Regions from separate parts of the Mus musculus genome. Here all the other regions are linked to region 1. The links are chromatin contacts, called in public ChIA-PET, HiCAR-type and Micro-C maps. All regions are on one chromosome and are shown on one strand. The core of a region is the stretch at or near the end of the contact, and the rest is flanking DNA. Distances in the headings are between cores, read along the strand shown.

What was found. Hi-C and Micro-C count contacts between places; a contact is called where the count stands out from the background. ChIA-PET counts read pairs in DNA pulled down with a chosen protein or histone mark. HiCAR-type assays count read pairs that join an accessible place to other places.
Region 2: a contact with region 1 is called in a Micro-C map of embryonic stem cells, with 5 times the contacts expected there. The contact joins the promoter of Dram2 here to the promoter of Rap1a in region 1. A contact is called at or near these places in 10 of 39 promoter capture datasets (the 3T3-L1 cell line, the C10 cell line, embryonic stem cells and 5 more), 3 of 484 Hi-C or Micro-C datasets (embryonic stem cells and liver) and 2 of 115 datasets of contacts at active chromatin or transcription factors (bone marrow-derived macrophages and memory CD8 T cells).
Region 3: a contact with region 1 is called in an RNA polymerase II ChIA-PET map of memory CD8 T cells, with 116 read pairs. The contact joins the promoter of Dennd2d here to the promoter of Rap1a in region 1. A contact is called at or near these places in 3 of 39 promoter capture datasets (cranial neural crest and liver), 1 of 484 Hi-C or Micro-C datasets (regulatory T cells), 6 of 115 datasets of contacts at active chromatin or transcription factors (the 230-238 cell line, CD8 T cells, memory CD8 T cells and 2 more) and 2 of 9 other capture datasets (adipose tissue and liver).
Region 4: a contact with region 1 is called in a HiCAR-type map of astrocytes, with 2.7 times the contacts expected there. The contact joins the promoter of Mov10 here to the promoter of Rap1a in region 1. A contact is called at or near these places in 2 of 39 promoter capture datasets (embryonic stem cells and pre-B cells) and 3 of 115 datasets of contacts at active chromatin or transcription factors (astrocytes, bone marrow-derived macrophages and extraembryonic endoderm stem cells).
Region 5: a contact with region 1 is called in an RNA polymerase II ChIA-PET map of memory CD8 T cells, with 162 read pairs. The contact joins the enhancer-like site here to the promoter of Rap1a in region 1. A contact is called at or near these places in 1 of 39 promoter capture datasets (liver), 2 of 484 Hi-C or Micro-C datasets (both in CD4 T cells) and 2 of 115 datasets of contacts at active chromatin or transcription factors (memory CD8 T cells and regulatory T cells).
Region 6: an RNA polymerase II ChIA-PET map of memory CD8 T cells shows a contact between it and region 1, with 23 read pairs. The contact joins the promoter of Lrif1 here to the promoter of Rap1a in region 1. A contact is called at or near these places in 2 of 39 promoter capture datasets (liver and pre-B cells), 1 of 115 datasets of contacts at active chromatin or transcription factors (memory CD8 T cells) and 2 of 9 other capture datasets (adipose tissue and liver).

What each region holds. Positions count from the first base shown.
Region 1 is chr3:105,800,113-105,802,812 of GRCm38.p6, reverse strand. Rap1a (RAS-related protein 1a) reads left to right here and starts at 1,432. Exons shown (of 8, transcript NM_145541.5): 1 at 1,432-1,574.
Region 2 is chr3:106,546,534-106,549,233 of GRCm38.p6, reverse strand. Dram2 (DNA-damage regulated autophagy modulator 2) reads right to left here and starts at 1,436. Exons shown (of 9, transcript NM_026013.3): 1 at 1,314-1,436. It overlaps Cept1 (choline/ethanolaminephosphotransferase 1), which reads left to right and starts at 1,432. Exons shown (of 9, transcript NM_133869.4): 1 at 1,432-1,554.
Region 3 is chr3:106,484,694-106,487,393 of GRCm38.p6, reverse strand. Dennd2d (DENN/MADD domain containing 2D) reads right to left here and starts at 1,354. Exons shown (of 12, transcript NM_028110.2): 1 at 1,074-1,354; 2 at 346-521. The coding sequence starts at 1,161. It overlaps 2010016I18Rik (RIKEN cDNA 2010016I18 gene), which reads left to right and starts at 1,481. Exons shown (of 2, transcript NR_033207.1): 1 at 1,481-1,590.
Region 4 is chr3:104,816,935-104,819,634 of GRCm38.p6, reverse strand. Mov10 (Mov10 RISC complex RNA helicase) reads left to right here and starts at 1,330. Exons shown (of 20, transcript NM_008619.2): 1 at 1,330-1,699. The coding sequence starts at 1,563.
Region 5 is chr3:106,461,294-106,463,993 of GRCm38.p6, reverse strand. No RefSeq gene overlaps it. Among named protein-coding and RNA genes, the nearest start is that of 2010016I18Rik, 23 kb to the left of the region's middle. Within about 2 kb of position 1,278, at least 74 of the 459 cell types and tissues checked have an H3K27ac peak or open chromatin away from gene starts, as enhancers often do. A contact at or near this core is called in memory CD8 T cells and regulatory T cells, where this site is marked.
Region 6 is chr3:106,720,350-106,723,049 of GRCm38.p6, reverse strand. Lrif1 (ligand dependent nuclear receptor interacting factor 1) reads right to left here and starts at 1,368. Exons shown (of 4, transcript NM_001039488.1): 1 at 944-1,368. The coding sequence starts at 1,005.

The sequences.
Region 1 (2,700 bases), core at 183-2,682:
GAACCAATCAGGGTGGCGGGGATGGGGACTGTGGGGTGGGGGTGAGGCAGAGATTGAGATTCAATTGTCTTCTTAGCTATTTCAGCAGTAGGCAAGGGAACTGACTGATCACTCCCTCTTTTCTAAAACAACTCCCTAACAACTTCCTTCCTTCCAAGGGGTTCCTCTAACCTGACTGTCAACTCTGCTTATCTTTAACCTCTAAGTTTCTCTTGGTCCTCTCTTCCAGTTACTCCCCATCCCTAAGAGAGTTTATGTAGACCGGAGGGTCAAATCATCTACATCCTGATGGATCTCAAATTTATATCTCAGACTCATCACCACTGAACTTTCTCCATCCCCCATAAAACTGAACTCTCAATTTCTTTGGTCCCAGCTTTGTTCTTACCCTATCTTCTCTCTTATTAAATGATATCAGTCAGCAGGCCCCCAACCTAAGATTCATTCCTAATTGTTTCGTTCGACCCTCTGCTTTCTCAAGTCTAAATCTATTAAAATAGGTTTAATAAAGCTAAAATAAACAAAATCTAAAATAAAATAACCACTCTTGGCCAATTGGACGAGAATAGCCACCTTAGACTTCCCCTGTGAACATTCGTGCTTCAGTTGGATATTTTACATACACAGTGAGACTCACTCCAGTTCCCGATGGGCCTGAAACTCATTGTGTAGTCCAGGCTAACCTCAAACTCGTGGCAATTCTGTTCCTGTTTTCAAAATGCTGGGATTCCAGGAGTAAACCACCACGCCCTGCATAAAGTTAACCTTTAAAAACATGAACTAGATATAGTTGTTTCTGGGCCCACCCTCTCCTCGGGGCTTCCTGTTGTCATTACAATGGCCCAAAGGCTCCACCGGGTCTGGTCGTTTGTCCAGATCTTGGCGCCTCAGTACTCTTTGGCCATAGACTCTACTTATCTATCCATCCTTTCGCTTGCATTTTGCTAGTTGTGAAATATGGAAGACACACCCCACCTCGGGGTTTGTGGCTGATTTCCTCTCAACCCAGGAAGGTATTCTTCTCATCCAGCCTCTTTTGGATAGGCTCGTTTCTTCATAGCACGAACAAAAGCATGCAAAGCCCTCCCTGGTGACCTGTGAATTTTGCTACTCTTTTTGTTGTTCGTGTTCCCTCTCCTGGGTCACGAGGATGAGAGCTCTATAAGTGACTTTCCCTATGTATGCCTAGGCATTGGGGACCTACTAGGCACTCAACTAACAGCTGTCCCATGGTTGCATCCCTTCAAAATTCTCTTTCTGATTTTTTTTTCCCTTCCTCATTTCAATGTTGGCCTTAACCACCTTCTCAAAGGCAAGGCCCCAGTTCCTGTTGGCACACTATGCCCCCCACCCTTTGAAGAACGGCTCCCTTAAATAGATTCCGGACACAGCGGGGAAGGCGGAGACCAGGGCGGGGGGGGCGGGGCCTGCGTGCTGCGTGCGTGCGCGTTCCGGAGGCGCCGCCGCCGCCGCTCCCGAGGCCGCTGCTCCTGCCGCCGCCGTGCAGAGCCCGAGCCCGAGCCGCGGCCGAGAGGAGGGAGGAGGAGGAGGTGGAGGAGGCGCCGGGCCGCGGGGTGAGTACGGGGTGCGAGTGAGGGGCGCGGACTGGCCGCACCTCGGTGGCCTATTCTTAACCGTCCGCGAGTCCGGGGCGGCGGCCGGGGGCCCGGCGGGCGGGAGGGGCCGCGGCTGAAGGCCGGAGCCAGCCACGCCCGCGGACCGAGGCGGCCCGGCGGGGCCTGCGGGACCGGCCGCGAGGGGCGGGCCGCGAGATGGGACGCGTGTCCGCGCCCGCTCGGCTGTCGTCCCCGCGGACGGAGAGGTGCGGTGCCCTCCGCGCGGCCTTTGCCCCGGCCGCCGAGCGCTGACACCTCTGTGTCCCACTCCGCCGCCAGCCCGGGTTCCCGCCCTCCCTGCCCTCTGTATTCTGCCGCTTGCCATGTGTTCGCCTTTGCAGCGTCGCTCTCGACTCTCTGATATCTGCTGCTACCCCTGAATTTTGTCAGGAAAGAGGCCACGGTGTGATTCCGGTCTTCCGCCCACCGAGGGCGTGTGAGGAGTGTGGGGTGGTGGGATTGTAGCTTGTCTCCTTACTCAGAAAGTTAAGGGCAGTGTCTTCTGCTGAGTTGTGTAATTGGCTGTTGTAAGGAGAAGAGCAAGGAAGGACAGTTGTGTCCCCCGCGTCCGCCCCCCCTCCTATCTGAGATTTCCTCACAGGATAGAAAACTAGAGTTGAGGGGACCTTTCATGCCTTGGAAAAAGAGCTACCGCTCAGAAACTGTGAGTGTATTGCCGTTGGGAAAGGAAAATCGTTTTGTCGCTGCTTTGAAGGAAGTACTGTGTAAGAAATGGAATAAAAGGGCAGGAGGTTAATGGGCCAAGCGGGACAGGTACCAACCGCTGTTGTCTGCTTCTTGGGTGGCTGAAGATACTGTTTTTATTAGAGTCAAAGTGTCGACTCTCAGAATTAACCAGGGGAGTTAGCCTTCAGAAGCGGGCGGTTAGAAGAGATGATGCTGGAAACAGGATTTGGAAACTTTCTTTGAGTTTCCTGTCAGAGTGTGTGGGGGTAGATATGCCTGTGAGTACTTTTTTCTTTTGATGTAATTGATTTCTGTAACACTTTGGTAGAGTAAGTACTAGATTAGGTCCCAGACTCTTTCCTGTCTTTATGCTCTTCTGTAACACTTTGTTTCAAAA
Region 2 (2,700 bases), core at 187-2,686, 750 kb before region 1:
CAGTGCCTTCCCCTCCAAAAAGGAAACGTGAGAGCAGTCTCAGACCAACAGGATTACGAGTGTAATGTTTAACTATTTTATGGGTCAAAGCATTCAAGAACCCTTTTAAAGAGTGTTTGCATAGCAAACAAGAGGCCTTAAGTTCAATTTCCAGAACCAAAAAAGAAAGCTTTAAGATGACTTAAAAATATATAAGAAAACTTCACACAACAGTAAGGATATTTAACAAATTTTTTTGCATCTCTTACCCATCTCCTCTGCTTACTTTGAAGCTCCATGAGTCAGAAATCCAGTTACATTTTTTATTTTCATAAGCATTTAAAAGCCACTGGTAATAAAAAGAACCTTTTTAATGTTGTCTCTTCTAAGTGGTAATAACTAAAGAATAACAAAAGTGTAAACTCTGGATGTTCCAAGTGAATGAACAGGTGGCCCCAGGTTTTTTTCAGAGGCGAATAGAAATATCAGGCCACAAACAAAGCATAACAAGGACTATTTTCCTAAATTCTAATATGGCCTCTTGACAAATGTAACATTTTCCAATGGCTAATCTCAAAGCATCTAGTTTCACTGCCAATAAATTAAAATTTGATAACGCAGCCCCGATAGATTAAAAAAATGTTGCATTCGGTATGTAAATTAAAATTGGGAAAGCTGGAAAACTTATTCCTGTCTCAGTGCTTTACAAAGGAAAGCAGCTGTTAGGATTCCCAGGACTTGTGATTTCCTTTCAACTAGGGACCACTCCCTTTGAAACACAATCATGGGGTGGAGACAGAGCTCTGTGTAAACACAAGGTCACCACTGGTCTCAGTTTTGAACTTCCTCAGCCCCAACCAAGTAGAAATAAGGGCACAGGGATGACAAAGGGTATTAGGGCAAAGGTTTCCTTAGTTGATTCAACAAAAGCAACCCCTTGCACACACACTCCTAAGTCTTGTAGTACAAGAGTTTCACTGTCCCTGGCACCAGAAAAATATAAGGGACACCATGCTTGGCACGACGCATCGCTTGGGATGAAGTGGTGGTAGAGGTACTAAAGAAGAGAAAAAGTAGGACGCGGAGACCTCAGCCTAGTTGTCATCTCCCGTGATTCGTGGGTTCCCGGAGCTGGCTCGCGACTCTAGTCGTGGGTGTCACGAAGTTCACGGAACCAGGTGAAGCTACCGAGGTTCGCGTGGCTCGCGCGCCCGTGGGACCAAGGGGGCTCGCGTTGTGCCCTCGCTCTTGGCTTGCGAACCACACTTCGACACAGCACCCAAGTAGAAAACCTGCCGAGCGCCAGGCCAGGCACTTTTCCCCCTCCCACTCACCTTCTTTCCTGTCCCCGACCAGCCAGCTCCAGCCTCAAAGTGCAGAACAGGCCCACTGTAGGAGCCTGGGCGGAGCCCCGGGGCGCGCTCCCGAGTAGCTCGGAGGCGCGCCTCAACCTTTTCTGAGTCCCCCCTCTTTACGGCAATCGTGAAAGTGTCGTGAACGTGCTGCCGCCTATCAGTCACTCAGTCGCCTGGAGTCGGAGTTGCTATTTCTAGGCTTGTGCTTGTTGGGTTCGGGGTAAGGCTGCGGGGGCCCGGCCTAGGGAAGGGGCGGGGATGTTGCGGACGTGGCGGGGCGGTTTTGTCCCGGGAGGAGCGGAGCGAGGGCCGGAGGCTCTGGGCTAGACAGAACTGGGTAGCTGCGGACGGACTAGCTGAAGGGGAACGCCGTCCTTGCTGGCGCTGGGTGGCCTCGCGCGCGGGGTTGTGGGCACGGCGAGGGGCGACGGCCAGTCCCGAAGGCTCCGGAGTCGGAGGTGGAGGGGCGCCTGCGCGGTATGCGAGCCGTGGTCGTGGGAGGGAGCACCCCAGGCTAACCCCCGGTGAGCCGAGGGCTGGGGCGCTGGCTTCGCGGAACCGACCTTGTCTGGCGGGTCCACACCCTCCTGGCCCGGTGTTGCCAAGTCCAAGAACCGTGCAGCATCCTGTGCGGTCTTTGCTGTCCTTTTGGGAGGCGGTTAGTGATGTTTCCTGGCTCGGGCCACGCTTCTTGTTGGGCAACTTTTCTAGAAATTTCAACCCATATTGACAGGCTCAGAGATTGCCAGCTAGAGTTTTATTTCAGTCGCGTTCTTAGAAGGAGATTGCTGGGGTTTTTGCCTGTGTTCCCAGGAATGCTTGGCTGAACCTCAAGCTTTACATTTTACCGAGTTTGAGTTTTCCAGTTTGATGCTTGGCATTTTGATACCAGTTTTTACCAATGTTGTATCATTGCTGTTGAATATATGGCATTGCTAAAACTCTAACTCACCAGGCAACGTCTATTGCAGCAGGAGGCAAATTCATAGTCAGTTTTCAACGAGTATAGGAACTTTGTAAGTTGTTAGAATATTTCCTTTCTACTTTACAACTGTCAGGAATGTGTTCAGAATGTGTGTTGAATTGACTGGCTCAAACACAAGGAAACTGTATAAGACATTTGGAGCATTACCAATTTAAAACTATTGGCATTCGATGAGATTTGAAGCTTCAAAATCATTTTGCTACATATTTAGCCTATGCTGAGAATAACTGAAGTCCCTGTACAGCTGGTCATAAAGACACAACCCTTCCTTTTAAGAAACGAAGTAGGTAAATCTGACTCTCACATTACCAATTACATTTTATTGCATAGCACTTTCTTTTCTAAACTACATTTTGCTTTCTTCTTCTTCTTCTTCTTCTT
Region 3 (2,700 bases), core at 105-2,604, 680 kb before region 1:
ACAACCAGGAAGGCCATCCCTTCTTAGTAGTTCCAGCAGAAGCTGAGTTTTCCTGTAGGAAAAGGTGACTGAGGTGGAATTTGGAAGAACTGAAGGTTTCCCACAGGGGCAAGAGCATTGTTTCCCTGCTCCAGAGTTTCAGTCAGTCCTTCACAAAGCAGTCAGACCTAGATTCTCTGGGTGATTACAGAAAACTAGGGCTGGGCTACAAAGGAAACTAGAGCAGTGAGCTCAGGGCTAGAGCCCAGGCAGCGTGGTAAGACATAGAACTCCTCTATTACCTTTTAAACACACCTTCGTCCTCCCACCTCCATCCTCAGGCCCCACTTCTCCCTCCATCCTTACCTTGGGAAACTGGTAAGTGATCGTGGGCTCATAGTCATCCCCTAAACGCTTTTTCTTTAAAGAAACAACAAGAAGGTATTCAAAGAAGTGCTGGCCTCCAGCAAAGCTAGATGGAGAATGCTCCTGGATCCTTTCTGGCTCTGTGACAGCTTCCCCAGGATTGTTCTGGGATTGTCCTAAAATGGAGATGCAAGGGTCTCTTGAGTATTCTTTCCACTCCTCCATTCTGTAGTGCGAGCGAGAATCTGGGCAACAACCATGCCTCAAGGCTACAGTGCCAAGCCTGACCAGGCACCACCAGGCAGGATCAGAGCCAAGGGGGCAATTTCCATACCTGCCCTGGGAAACTTGAAACTGTGGAGTGACACAGGAAGAAAAGAAAACACTGATGTAGAACCGAGGAGCCATGCCATGCTGTGGAGGTTCTTGGAGGCCTGATGCCTGACACTGTATAGTCTGCCTGATGCAACAGTTCTGGGTATTTTGTGAGCCCTGAGTAAATTTGCACTAAATAATCAGAGTAGACCCATAGGGCATTTTTTGGTAATTATAGCAAGACCTCTGCAACAGACGGGACTAGCTCTGCAAACTGATAAGGCAATCCTCCTGGCTTGACCACATGGGGGCCATGTGGGTTTGAGCATATAAAGGAAAAAGAGGATCACTACAGCAGGAATCAGCCCATAAAAAGATCATCCGAAAAAGGAAGTAGGCAATCCAGTTCTGACCTGCTCGAAGTCGTGGCAAGCGATTTCGGAGCAGCCTGAGGGTTCGGCCTACCCCTTGTCCTTCCATCATTCTGAGCTTTGGGGGCATGGATGTTCTTTCTCCTTCAGGCTGGCCACAGAAAGCCTGAGAAAGTGCCTTCTGCCTTGGTCTCCAATCACAACTTTATTGAGCTGAGCCACACGCTGTCTCCCAAAGGCAGAGAGCAGTTTCCATCCTGTGTACTCCGTAATTGAGCAAGAAGGATGTGAAAGGACCCACGAGGCAGCTTAGTGTGGGCACTGACAGAAGCAGCATCCTGGCACTACAACTCAGCTCTTGGCTCCTCCCAAGAGCCCCAGGGTGTGGTAACAGAAAAGGTCATGAGCAAACATCTCAAGGCACAGCTGCTTCTGGGCCAAGGGCTTTCAATTCCAGTGCTTGCAGACCATGTGGTGAGTTTATTTACAAACCCAGGCAGCGAGGGATGCCTGTGAAGATCAGACTATGGACTCCAGTGCCTCGTGGGGCACAGCACAGGTATTTTACATCCCTCATCCTCCACTGCTCACGATCACCTTTTCAAGCAATCGTCGGGAGCTGCAAAGTCCCACCAGGCCAACTGGCGAATCTAAAACATCAAGGATCTTCAGGAACCCAGGACTGAACACTTCTTGCAGCCAAGATGCCAGATTGCCCTGATTCAGATAAGTAGACTTGCCCACTCATTCTCTAAATGTACTAATAACTTGTAACAGGAGAGGCCCACCTCTGAGAGGCCCAGATATACAGAATAGCTGTGAAGGTGATTACTTCACCCACTCCTCCCTGGCAATCTTTCCTGATCTAAGGCATAAATCTCTCTCACTATTCCAGGGTTCCGGAAGAATCCTTTCTCTCACCATCTTTACTAAAAGGAAGCAATGACTCGGGAAATCGTCCCCAGCTTAGAGTAGGAGCCTAGTTGCATCAGCAGCTGTAGGGGTACAGAGCATCTTCACCCCTCCCCTACCCCTGCTCAGCCTTTCCTCTGGTTGGGCCAGGACAAGCTAAACAGCAGGCCCAGTACTATGTCTAGAGATTGAGGAAGAGGAGAAAAGTAGTCGCTGATACCCTGGGTTATTAAACAGAAAGTCCTGAATAAGGAAATGTACAGGATAAGAGGAAGGAGACTTTGCCCAGAAGTAACTTAATGGGGAGGGAAGAAGTAAAAGGATCTGGTGCCTGTGTCTGCCACTCCTGCAAAGAATTAGCAGCCCTCTGGGAGGGAGTGTGTTGCTATGGTAAGAAGGAAGGCTGTCACCCTACTCCTAAGAGCACTGAAACTGTGGCACTGGTAAAATGCAGGACTCAGAAACCCAACATTGACTTGTGGCGGAAGCAGCAATCATAGTACAGATGATGAGAGTTGGGATCTTGAGAACGGGGAAGCAAGACACCACAGAAAGTACTTGTGTCTTACTTGTAGCCTGTATAGACATGTTGCATAATCTTTACTGGTTGCCTTACGGAGCAAGAGCATGCCTAGTACAGAAAGGAAAACCGAGGCATTAAGTCACTCGGAGGCAATTGAAAATGAACAGGATCTGTACAAAGTGAACGTCATAAAAAGTTCCAAATCCAGGCTCAGGCCTTCTGGTGTATTACACA
Region 4 (2,700 bases), core at 81-2,580, 980 kb after region 1:
ATTTGTAGGATTTTGAAATGATAAAGAATAGCAATTTTGTTTTTGAGACTGTCCTGCTGTGTAACCCAAAGTGGCTCAGACTCTTAGTAGACCTTCCTCAGACTCTCAAGAAGTGGGATTACAGGCTTGGACCACTGTGCCCCAAAACAACAGTACTTTTTAGAAGTCTATTATCTTCTCTGAGCCTGCATCATATAAAGTGGATGGGAAGGTCTGGAGGTGTTAAGCATCTGGCTACTCCTAGTTTTTCCCTCGAGTTTACATCAATTTCTAGGACGTAAGATTTCCCTGTTCCTGTAGTCTCCATTCCTGACTGCATAGCATACTCTTGGCTTAGGAGTAGTTAACCAAGGGGGAACTTGACCCTGTTCAGGGCATTCCCTACCCTGGGTTAGACTGTTGCTGCCTATAAGGAACCTTGGAGAACAGTAACTTTGATACATGTGGAATTCTGGTAGATTAAGCCTTTCTCACTTTCTCATTGTAGTGTGTATGGGGTTTGTTTGTTTTGGGTTTTGTTTTTGTTTTTTAGTTTCATTCCAGGGGATAAATAGGTGCAGAAGGCTTGTTTTACATTTGTTGTTATAGTAGCCCCACCCCTTAGTTTGCCTAAGCATATTGGTCTACTTCTTTTCCTGGTACTAATGTTGTCAGTGTTAACCATTTATTGCCTAGCACGCCTGGCTCTCTAGGTGCTAATGTTTTTTTGACTGGCTGGGCAATCATGATTTACTGCCAATAAGTAGTGAAGAGTAACACAAACCGAGTGCCCAAATGCATAGCTCAAGAGCAAGAATCTCCAACCTTGAAGTATTATGAAGCCTGTGTGACCCAGAAAAGCAAGGACTGGGTCTTGGCAGAAGCTCTTGTCCCTCTCTCCCACACGCACACCCCTTTATCTATAGAGACACTTGCTCTCCCTCCATCCATTCCCCACACACACACACACACACACACAACTTTGACTTCTGCCTTCCTCTGTATCAGAAAGCCAGAGGAGGGAGGGAATGGGGGAGGGGGCGTGCCGCTCGCTTCCGTACTGGTTTATGTCCCTGGCAGTCTGGGGGAGGTGCTGGACGAGCGGCCCCAGTCCAGCTGCAGCCGACCCATGTCCGGGGCTCTGCCCTTTGCTCTGCAGCTTTTCTATGTCCCGAGGCTCTGGAGAGTGGGCGTGGGAGTAGCCCTAGCTGAGGCTCCAAGGTCCTCCGGGCTGTTTAGGGGGCCCCAGGCGATATCCACGTTCGGATCCTGGCTCGCTGCCAGGGGAGGGAGCTCGGGGTAAGGGGAGGGCCCTGAGGGAGGGGTCAGACTCCTTAGGAAAGAGTTAATGTGAAGGGGGGGAGGGGATAGGACGAAGAGACCGAAAGGAAGGCTCAGGTAGGAGAAGGACGGAGGAGGGGAGGCAGTCGGGGAGAAGGTGGCTGGCCGGAGCAGACGTCAGAGGTAGGGGGCTTTTCCCCTTTGCACCCTCACCCCAGACCAGCCAACTCTAAACCGCGGCGGCGACTTTCAGTTTCATTTCCGCGGACCCTCCTGCCTGGGCCGCAGCCGCCGCCGCCGCGATGCCTAGCAAGTTCAGCTGCCGAAAGCTCCGGGAGACCGGCCAGAGGTTCGAGAGTTTTCTGGCCGAACGTGGACTGGACCTGGAGACAGATCGTGAGCGGCTGCGGACGATTTACAACCACGACTTCAAGCCCAGGTACGGGCCGGCCCACCACGGGCCCCAAGACGCGGGGCCAGCGCCCCGGGTGGTGGGGCCACCTTCCCGCCGCGGGTGCACAGGGATGCAGCCCGGGGCCGATCAGGCCGGTCCGGTCCTGGCAGACCTACTCCGTCGTCTGCCCACGCCCAGCCAGCGCCACCCGTAGCCCGCCCGCTCTGCACAGCCCAGCCCGGCGGGGAGGGGTCGGTGCCCACGCGCGGCTCGCGGTGGTCGGGGCTCGATGGTGGGGGAGGGGAGTCCCACAGGGAAGGCGCTGCAGGCGCGGGCCAAGCGGGGATCCCCGCCCCCTTGTTAAGGGAGGACTGCCTGCAGGGTCCACGCTGCGGGAGAGCTGAAGAGGCCCAGGGTAGGCGGGAGAATCTCGGGGAGCTTTAGGGAGAAAAGAACACAAACTGCGTAGGCAATCAAACCTCCCTTAGCACCTGTGGCTTCTCCATGGAGACTCGGGGCCAGGGACAGCCTCCTAGAGGCCCCTTTTCCCTATGGCTGAAGATATTTGGTTTCCTTTTCCTGTTACCACCCAAGTAAAAAAATCAAAGAGACTTCTGTCAAACCATAGACGAACACCTCTAGCAACAGGCTGCTGCTATGGATGGAAGCCGGAGAAGCAATTTAGCTGGGATGAGTGTAAAGAGGTGCACTAGTAAGCAGGGGAATGGGATTGGGCCTTAACAGATTTTGAGAGATTTGCCTTGCAACTGACCAAAATGCTAGTATGGGTGAGATATGGCTGCTGTTACGTGATTTGGGGCGAGTTTTAGACGGAATTAATAATGATAGTGTAGCTTGAGGCTAGGGGAGAAGGTAGGAGTCCGCGTTAACCAGAATATTACTGTTATTCATGAACATGTCTTAAAAGGAACATTAAAAGGGTTGAGTGGCTTCTTGAAATAGAGGCAAAGACCTGTATTATGCTCTACCCTGTGCTGGGTACTGTGGGAACACACAGATGAAAACTATGCAGTACGCAAGGTATG
Region 5 (2,700 bases), core at 29-2,528, 660 kb before region 1:
TGGGCTATGAAATGAGACCTTATCTTGACAAAGAAGAAATAGTGGTCAGAGAGATTGCTCAGTGGAGTGGTTAGGAATGTTTGTTCCTCTTGAAGAGAATCTGAGTTCAGTTCCAAGCATCCATACTGGGCACTTTTCAACTATGTGTTACTCCAGATTTAGGGGATCTGATGACCACTTCTTGATTCAATGGACACCGCACTCATGAGTGCATACCTCCACACAGACACACCTAAGCACATATTAATAAAAACAAACAAGAAAGAACAGGCTATGGTAGTACATGACTAATTCAAACACTTGGGAAGTAAAAAGAGGAGAGTCAGGAGTTCAAACACCATTCCCCTCTCCATAGAGAGCTTGAGACCAGCCTGAGCTCTTCTCAGGATGCACAGCATATTGGTGGTAGTGTACCAATACCAATACCTGTCCCCAAACTCGGGGTCCAGAGACAGTTAAAAGTTCTAGCTGTACAAACATGAAAACCTGAATTTGATCCCTGGAACCCACGTAAACAAAAAAATGTTAAGATGTAGCACTCACATGGCAAGATGAGAGGCAGAAACCAGGGCCAGCTAGCTTAGAGACTAGAATTCTTGAAAGACCCTCAACAAGATGGAAATAAGTACCAGCTACCAAAATATGTCCTCTGTTCTAAACACAGACACACACACACACACACACACACACACACACACACACACAGGAGAGAGAGACAGAGACAGAGAGACAGACAGAGAGACAGACAGAGAGACACAGAGAGAGAACGCCCTTCGGAGTAAGCTGAACTCTTGAAACTACACATCCTAATAAGATATGTATAAAGGACAGCCTCAGCATTAAGTGCTGTTCTTATCAGACTTAAAAAAATAACTTATTTTAGCGTTTTAAAATGTAATTTTAAATTAGCATACAAAATATTAGGTGTCACTTTAGTGTTCTCAAAGTGCTTTAGCAGATTCTCCTCAACCATCTTCTCCACCCCTAATCTCTTGTAGCCTCCTCAACAAACTTTAACAATTTAAAATTACCATTGCTATTTATGGGTGAATATGGATGTATGTATGACAGGTACATATGTGAAGGTCCGAGGACAATTTTTAGGAGTTCTTTGTTTCCTCCCACCAAGTGGTTGGAGATTGAGCAAAGGCTGTCAGGTTTGGTGATAAATACCTTCACCTACTGGGCCATCTCTCCAGCTCCACGATTTTCTAAGAGTCAACCTTCCCCATATTTTATCTTTACATCTTTACATCTTATTCTGAGACATCTTTACGTCACTGCTTGTTATTTCCTGGGTGCCTTGCTGATGGGTGGAGGGGGCTGAACCATATGAACCTGTCTGAAATCATCCCTCCAAAGGGTTTTCATACCCAACACGACTCTCCCAGATATCACAAAGGCCAAGGGAAATAGTTGATAAGAGCAGGGCTTAAATAAGATTATTGGAGCTAATATTATTGCCAAATAATCCCAGTACAAATATTAGTTTGCACAACAGAGCTCACGAGTGTCCTTGCATGTGAGACGAAGCAGGATATAGTAGTAGTCAGCAGCTGCTGGACCACATGAAGGATGTGAGATCTGAGTAGCAATCAAGCTGCAGGCAGTGTGAGAAAACACAAGCACCAAGTTCCCAGGGTGTATGTGAACATGCAGCTTTTACAAAAAGGCATAGGGAGTGGGTGTGCAGTGTTGGTCTGCCATGCTCAGAGGAAACCAAATGCAAATTGCTATGCTTTGTAGAGGTCTTAGTTTCCAGTCTCCTTTTGTCAAGAAAGTAGAGACTTGCTGCAAGAGGCTGAGCACCAAGTGGGGGCCAAGGTTATTTAGTAGCTTGCTTTAGAGAAGGAGGTGGAATGCTCACCACAGCACTAACCAGAGGAAGTTGTCTGCTCCTCAAGGTCTTTTTGAGACTTCCGGTCTTTGCATCTGATGGAACAGTTTGCGCCAGAAGTGAGTCCTCACTTGAATCTTTCTGAAGACAGAGATGGAGAGGTGAGAAGGACTATGAATGATCAACAAACTGCATCCCATGCTGCCTTTGAGCTGCATGCTGACTAGGGGTGGAGGGGAGAGCAAGCTTTGCAAAAAGAAACACAAAGTGTTCGGTCAAGAACTGCTGAAGCGCCGGGCGTGGTGGCTGGCACACGCCTTTAATCCCAGCACTCGGGAGGCAAAGGCAGGCAGATTTCTGAGTTCGAGGCCAGCCTGGTCTACAAAGTGAGTTCCAGGACAGCCAGGGCTATACAGAGTAACCCTGTCTCGAAAAACAAAAACAAACAAAAACAAACAAACAAACAAAAAACAAACCAAAAACCAAACCAAAACAAAAAAAGAACTGCTGAAGCTAAATCCTGGCCTGCCATTTGAAAGCTTCTTGGGAAACTCCTTCCCTGCGAAATGGGAAGAATGTGATGCCTATTGACTGTGAGGGTGTCATAACATTCTCATTTTAATTTCTGCCATTTCTCCAGTTTCCAGGATTGCTTTAGCCTTCTTCCTGTATTCCTGTTTCCAAACAAAACTTAAATTCTGATTGTGTTTCTTGTTTTTTTTTTTTTTCTAAAGATCAAATTCTGATACCTAATCTTTTTCGATTTAAGTGACCATTCAAATGTTTTCCCAAATGCACATAAACAAATAAACACACACACGGGGGTGGGGGGTGGGGGTGGAGTGCGATTACTGCTTTCAGCT
Region 6 (2,700 bases), core at 119-2,618, 920 kb before region 1:
AAACACCAGGTAGATTTTCTTTTTTCAACCACAATCCCCTTTCATCAGTTTTGCTCTTAGATTTTATGTTGTTCATTTACCTTCTACAGACTTACTAATCTTTGCTTCTCAACAAGCACTCATTAACTCTGGAAAGCATAAATTAAAGAATTGTTCCTTAAGGAATATTCTGTTGTTCCTGCTTTTATTTCATCTGGATTAACACAAAATTAAAAGAAAAATGTTACTGGTGATACATTTCCAAACCAAAGACTGTCAGAACCCTTTGTAATCCTAACACGAGGTAAACCCAGGCTGTATTGTGGACAGTCCTGGCTATAGTGAGTTTCCTACCTAACCAGAGCCATACAGTGTTCCAACTGTTCCTTTGTAGAGACAACCAATGAGATGCACCCCTTTTAGACCCGTTTCAAATGTGTTACCTGGAAAAACACATTTCAAGTTTTTACTTTTCTCCATATTAGTTGAAATTTTCAAATACTAAAGTCCCTTGTTCTAGAACACATTTTCTAAGTACATTAAAATGGGACTATTTTCACTTGAAGTTACAGCGCCGCGGGGCTGCACTTGCTAATCCACGATGGGTGTTTTGGTAAGTGTTTGAGATTCTTGGAGCATCGCCAAGTTGGTTTTACTTCCGTGGGTATCTACTTGTTCCGCCTATGAAATTCGAGCGGGTGGCGTAGGGCGCGCTGGGGGCCAGGAGATGGTAGCTGCGTTGTAATCGCGGGCTGCTTTACATTTTGGAGAGGACTGGGAGCCAAGGGCTCTGCACTGGTGTGCAGTGGGTGCGGTGTAAGGAGGTGTGCTGTGATGGCGCTGTGCTCCCACATCCCCGCAGCTAGCACCCGGTGCGCGCGGCTGAACGTCAGCTGACGCGGCCATGACAACCTAAGTCACAGGGTGTGGGCGGGCGCCTGAAGAACTGGGAACTGGTACTTACCAGCGCGAGCCTGACTTTTCCTCTGCGGTTTTCAGAATGACGCTCTGGAGACTATTAGACATTTTAGATGGGTGGGAGGGGATAGGGCAGTGAATACTGGGGGGACAGCGTCCCCAAGTAGGCGCGAACCAGAGCACGGGTGTGGAAGGGCAGCGTCTGAGGCGAGCGAACAGAAGGGTGTGACGGGAGATAGTTGAGAGGGCGGCTCCCCCAGCTTCCGTGGGAAGTGGCTGTAGAAGCCGGAAGACTCCTACCTCAGGCAAGCTCACAGTTTTCCGGCGAGTCTCTTCTGGCTACGTGACGCATCACAGCCAGTCAGAGAGGACGTGGGGGGCGTGGCATCAATAGCACCACCCACGACAGGGCCTGATCGGAGTCTGCGCCCACTAAAACCGAGCTCCTAGAGCCAGGGATCCTAGGCATACAGCTACGTCACATATGGTTACCAAGGCGAATGGATCGCCATGGCCCCGCCCTTATGACGTGGTCCAATCGACAGCGAAGGTTGAGGTCTCTTCTTCCGGATCAAAGGAGGAACTAAAAGAGAAAGTGCTTTCACTGCCTACATGAAATGAAATACTTCCGGTGTCAGGCTTAAATTGTCTGCACTTGTACATGCGCTTTTGCAAGCCAATGTAATAATGTCCTCCTTAGCAGTTTTATTCAGTAGACACAGATAGGCATTTGGTAGTTGCCATAAATTGTTGAAAACCTTTATCTCCCTTCTCATGGCTAGAAGTGATTATTTTTTTCTGTTTCTTGAAGTTTTGCTCTACATTAATCGATTAACCATTTTCTCCATTCCCACACTAACACCTCAGTTAAAACTGTATCTTACTGTCATGTATTCAATTCTTTGAGTGTCTGTGCATTAAATCCCCTGTATAAACTTTTTGAAACTCTTAATTTCCAGAAACCAGCTCTAAGAATTCTCTAGAGTCCTGCAGTTAATGACTATTTGAGAATTGGGATCATACTGTTTAATGGGTAGGAGGAATTATAGTTTAATTAGGTGTGGAATATTATGAAAGTGTTTTCAAAGATAAAATTTTATTTGACATAGGCAATCTTGTATGCTGCAGTGTTCAAATTCAGGACACTGATAAGGTAGACAATTTGAAGGTTTATATGGTTATTTAAAAATGGAATTACCAGGCTTAGTGACACACATATGCAATTCTAGCGCTTGGAAAGTACAAGCAAGACGATAGGGGCTTTAAGATCACCCTTGGCTACTTAGTAGAAGGCCATCAAGAACTACATGAAATCTAGTCTCACAAAAAGGGAAGAAGAAAGGTTTACTCATACCCCTAACTGCTAAACGTTAAAGATTTTTAAGAACTTCAGGTTTTGATATGTCAAGAGAAAGTATCATTTTCCTATTTTTGTATAGCACATTTATTTGACAATAAAGTACCCTGTTCTCATACTAAAGACATCAGGAAAGATAGGCAGACCTTAATGCTTTCAAGCTTTATGGCATCTTTTGTCTATGTAATCAAAGTTACTAGGAAAAAACAACAATGACAACAACAACTAAAACAAACAAACAAAAAAATCAAATGCGTTTTGCTACACATTGCTGTGCACACCTTTTATTCCAGAACTCAGGAAGAGGCAGGTGGGTCTCTGAATTTGAGGTCAGCCTAGTCACCAAAGTGAGTTTCAGGTTAGCCAGGGTTATACAGTGAGAACCCTCTCTAAGAGTTTGTGTGTGTCTAAGTGTGTGTGTGTGTTGTGTGTGGGGGGGGGGGGTA